2 separate regions of the Zea mays genome follow, and region 2 is linked to region 1. The links are chromatin contacts, called in public Hi-C maps. All regions are on one chromosome and are shown on one strand. The core of a region is the stretch at or near the end of the contact, and the rest is flanking DNA. Distances in the headings are between cores, read along the strand shown. Region 1 holds the start of LOC100272474. Region 2 holds the start of LOC100191443.

Region 1 (2,577 bases), core at 24-2,523:
GTGGTCTGGACTTGCTGACCCTTGATAGCCTGTACGACGAGGCGAACCGGAGAGCGAGCCAGCCGGCGAGCTACAACCCCTGGGATGCAACCGCGTCTGCCCCGATGATGACCACCATGGCGCCGGCGATGCACGATCCGTTCTACGCCTCGAACGGGTACGCGGCGCCGCACGGCGTGCAGATGGCGGCGATGGCTCACCACCAGCAGCAGCAGCAGGTTTTCATGCTGCAGCAGCAGATGATGGCGCCGGCGCCGGCGGTCCACCACCCGATGCAGATGCAGCAGAACCCCGCGAACCCTTTCGGCAACCCCTTCGCGGCCGCCGGCGCGCATCCCTACGGCGCCGCCGGCATGCCGCTCCACGCCGGGCCCGGCAACGTCTACACGGGGCTGATCTGATCTAGTACCCCACGCGGCCACGCCCGGTGGCCAGTTTCTTGGTTGCGTTAGCGCTACTGTTGCCCCACCATTCATTCTTTTTGTCCAAGTTTTCTTGGTGCCATTGTGAGAAGGAAATTTGTAGCACAGACAGGCAGGCAGGCAGGTAGAGGCGGTCACGGTTGGTTATTTATAAATAGCAGCGTCGGGTGGTGTCCTGTACGTAGGAGGTGAGTGCATGTATATTATACAACATAGAGTTTGGCCACTTGTTCGTGTGCACATGAGAGTCGATTCTCGTGGCGGCGAGACTCGTCAGGACGGCCCGTCGAGATTGAGATTGGATTATTCTTGGTGAACATACGCTGGATACGGTTGAATAATGCAGGCATTCTTTTTTTTAGCAGCTGACTTTGTGTGATCCAATGGAAACAAGTAGATCGACATCTCATCATGAAGCTGGAAAGTCGATCCTGCTCTTGCCGGTGCTAGTGTGTGGCCCCGTCTTTCCCCTCGGCGTGCGCTTGCCTGCCGCCGTTTCACTTTAGCCTCGTAGACGCCGGTGGAAGCGGTCGCCGAGATGTCTCATTTTTCTCATCGCGCAACTACCGGCGGCAGCAGCATATGGAATCCAGGAACGGGCCGAACGGCGCACCCAGCCAGCGCCACTCGCGCGCGATCACTGATCAGCGAACCAACGGCGGCCCGCCCCAAGCACGTGGAGCCGGGAACCGGAAGCCTCTCTCTCCCTCCCGAGTCCGCCAGACCGCCACCCTCTTCCTGCTGCCGCAAGTCCCAATCATTGCCTCCCCCACCAAGCCCACGTCACTTCACCCCACCCACACCACGCCAAGTCGCCAAGGCAAGGCCCCCCAGCGAAAGCAAAGGGGGAAGCAACCCCCCGCACCGCGAGGCCGCAAAAGCAATCGCGAAAGCGAGCGCGAGGCGAGTCGGCCGGCGAAGGGGGCGGATGGCGCGCGGGCTGCGCGGCGTCCGCGACGACCTATCCGAGCTGGGGCGCCACCTGCTCGACATCGCCTGCTTCCTGCACCCGCTCCTCAACCCGGCCCACACCGACTCCCCGCCACCCACCCCCACGGGCCGCCGCCGCCCGCGCCGCTCCCCGTCCCCGCACCCCGCCGCGCCGCCGTCACCGTCGCTCCTCGCGGGCATCCTCTCCGACCTCGCCGAGATCGGCGGCTCCTTCCGCGGCGGCTTCTCCCGCTCCTCGCCGGCGCCCGACCACCCCGCCCCCGACGCGCTCGAGTCACAGCAGGCCGCCTCGTCCCCGTCCCCGCGTCCGCCTCCTCCTGCTGCTGCCGACCAGATCGCAGATGATGTCGTGGGAGCAGCGCGTGCCCTCGCCGCGCGGCCCGAGGCGTGGATCGACTTCCCCGTGCTCGCCCTAGATGAGGGTAATTATCTCTTCTCGGCTCTGGCACCAACACGACTGCGATTGTTTGCTACTTCTGCAAATATTGGCATCTGCCTACGCAGATTGCGCCTGTGCTGGTGGCTGATGCTTCCTGTGGAGTGGTTCCCTGGGGTGGGTGTAAAGGTCGCTGGTTATGGGAGTTGTTATACTTGTTAGTACCAGTAAATTTTAGTGGAATTGAGAGAAGATAGAACTCAATTAGGTACCCTATTACCTAATAGTACTCTGGGATGTTTAAGATTACTGTTGTGGAAGCTGGGTCATGGGATAATGGCATGCGAGTGCTTGTGCAACAAGTTCATGACTTTTGAGAGTATTGATAGATGGGATGATCAGAGGACGAGTCAATGTTTTCAGCTTTGATTTCGGGTTTTTACAGTTACCAGAGTGTGATATTTGGGGTTTAAGCTCATTTGATTGGCTGTGAGGTTGCCTGGAATAGGCTGAAACAAACTGGAGGAACTCTTATGTACTACTATGTTTGGAAGACATGAGCTCGTTCTGTATGCTGTTAAGGCTGTATTGCTGCTGAGTACAGGTCTCATGAAGTCATGATTTCGTTTTGTACTTCTGTTCCATTTTCCATGTGGTGTTCGCTATTATAGATTTGACTTCATATTATATTAAATACATACAAGAGTTGGTTGGTATAAATGAGATGCATTTATGGATTTTGAAGAATGCTTTACTGCTTTAAAGCTGTAAGAGGTACTTTTTTTACATAAGCAACTATATTTAGTAAATTCGTTGACGTTTGAAAAC
Region 2 (2,577 bases), core at 23-2,522, 580 kb after region 1:
AAGCGACCTACCAGAGGATGGCAAACCAAGTCATTACTGGCTGAAGATAAGCACAAAAAAGAGAAGACATAGCATTCTAGACCTACATGATTGGCCAAAACACATCTTCTCCACAAGCCCCGTTGACATCAAGTCTGCTGTCCTATAAATAATTGAGCAGCCAAGGACTAAATGAGGAAAAAACAACACTGCAAACTTAACCAGAAAATTAGAGAAATCTTTTGACGCTTTTGTCTATCACTCCGCTAATGTTTCCTTGCAATTTGGCATGCGCTTTGAAAAGTAGTAGAAACATACTACTGCAAATTAACATTTCTACCCTGCCCAAACAAAACAATTGTTTTCTTGTTTTTCAACTGGTTTTCCGCGTGCACTTTACCACCTGGTTCACCCCATCATCAACATCACAATTCACACCTAAGACCATAAAACTTAGCTTAAACTATGGCAATATAAACTTAAGTTCCGGATAGAATAGAAACCTAGTACACATGAAGATCCATCTATGTCCATGCGCAGTTTTAATGATCTACATGTACCGCGCCATGCTACCCACCAAGCCCAGAACGATATCAACCTCGACTTCCGCAGGTGAATAGGAAGCCGGCACAAAACTTGGGCAATTAATCGAGAGTAGGACCGAGCCAACACGCGTCGGCCTCCTCAGATTTGCGAGTTCGACAGAATCAAAAGACCTCCACCAACGGCAGGAGCACCGGGAAAGGCCATACGCACCAGCAAGTATTCATCATCACCATCCGCGCCGCCGTCCCTCCGGTCGGCATCGCCTTCCACCACATCCATCTCCACGTCCATCTCGGCGTCCGACGCCCAGCCGTCGTGGTCATCCACAACTCGCTCCGCTGCATCGGCGCTGTCCCGCGCGCTCGCCGCCATCCCGCCGCCGCGTCGAACCGCACCCCTGTCCGCACCAACCGAACATTCAGATCGCACAGGCGACACGCGGACATAAGAGAGGCGATCGGAAGGCAGGCGAGCCACCAGCCCTTACCACGCACGAAGGACAACAAGTGCGGCTGTGCCGCGCGGCTCGCGATGTGCAGCACTGCGGACCCGCGCCGCCGGAGTGAGGTGTCGAGGATGAAGGAGCGCGGGTCGATGAAACCTCGGGCCTCCGAGAGCTGGAGAAGAGCTGCGAGGAGGAGGAGGAGCTGTGTCGGCCGCGGCTAACGGCGGACGTGGATCGGGAGGCGGAAACGTGTGGAGGGGATGAGAACACGGCCGTGCTTCTGGTGCCGTGCGGCGAACCAAGGTTCGAGATAGAGCTGAGCTCGATCCGGCAACGCGATGGGGTCGATAGCGACGGGTGACTGGGTGAGGGGATAAATTAGCTAGGGTAACGGCGTTTTCTTTTTGGGCTTCAACAAAAGTTAGCTTGCGTAACAGCGTTTTCTAGAAGACGTGGCAATGGAGACGCGGACGCGATATTTGCAAGGGGTACAGACGCACACCAGTGTGGGCCTATGACAGTGTGGTGTAGTTATGGTGTCGGTTGTGCTCGTGAGTTCAATAGATTTAAGATTGTTGGGTTCGCCTCAGTAAAATTGATTGATTCGATTTAAATTCTAAATAAGTCAAATTTTTTCTTAATTTTTTCTAATAATATCCAATTTATATGTAATAAAAATAACCGAACAAGACCTTAAGTGAAACTCTACACCACCAACAACAAAATTGTAAAGTAGTTTATTTAGAGAAATGTTATATTAGACTAGAATGGTTTACTCTTTATCAACACTTGATTTTTTTTTTACCGATCACATACATGCCTTAGCATTTTTCTCGTGACAAATTTTCATCTCCGTCAAGTTAAGGTTTATACATCTTCGACGGTGAAGATAGATCATGAGTAGTCACAACGACTTGACGAGAACCCGATGAAGCTACAGATTACCGTAGCAATGGTGGGCGACAATAGGGACTAGGGAGTCAAAGGAGATGAAGGAGAGCAGGGAAGGCACACATATCCCACCTGATTGGTTACTCACACCAATTTATTCTGAATTATCGCGTGTGTTGACTTTAACTGATCGTCTGTTTGGTTGTTTGTACGAGAGGAACGGTGGCTGCATGAGTGGACGCAAAAAAAGTCATTCTAAGGCCATTTACCTGCATCTGCGCATACGTCAAAAATGGTTGTACCTGGTCGGCCGGGCTCACGTGGGACTAAGTGCGGACGCAGTAAACCAATAGACGCATCGTGAATGAGGCGTACAAAAATACTAGAATAGAAAGTAGCAAGGAGCCAATAAAGAAGGATGAAGATAAAGAGTTTGAAATGAGTGATATGGATAATGAGAAGACTCGGATCAACAAGCAAATTATAACATGTTTGTTTTTTCTATATTTATATCTTTTGTTATGTGCCTAGTTATGACTTATGAGTTACGTCTATATACACAGTAAAATATATTGTATCTGAAACTACCAAAACATCTTATAATCTAGAACAGAAGGAGTAAAATTATTTTTAACTTGCATCTTTTTATACAAAGACACACGACTGTTTTAGTACTAGAAAAAAATATGACATGCAAAGGCGATCATAGTAATCAT

Evidence for each region. A called contact is a pair of places that touch in the nucleus more often than the background predicts.
Region 2: a Hi-C map of ear shows a contact between it and region 1, with 1.7 times the contacts expected there. The contact joins the promoter of LOC100191443 here to the promoter of LOC100272474 in region 1. A contact is called at or near these places in 3 of 25 Hi-C or Micro-C datasets (bundle sheath, ear and tassel).

The regions. Positions count from the first base shown.
Region 1 is chr9:16,440,530-16,443,106 of Zm-B73-REFERENCE-NAM-5.0, forward strand. It overlaps LOC100272474, which reads left to right and starts at 1,274. Exons shown (of 3, transcript NM_001146946.1): 1 at 1,274-1,795. The coding sequence starts at 1,351. LOC103638005 (putative clathrin assembly protein At5g35200) reads left to right here. Exons shown (of 16, transcript XM_008661000.4): 16 at 1-786. The coding sequence ends at 401.
Region 2 is chr9:17,023,010-17,025,586 of Zm-B73-REFERENCE-NAM-5.0, forward strand. It overlaps LOC100191443, which reads right to left and starts at 1,273. Exons shown (of 10, transcript NM_001136876.1): 1 at 1,013-1,273; 2 at 736-922. The coding sequence starts at 897.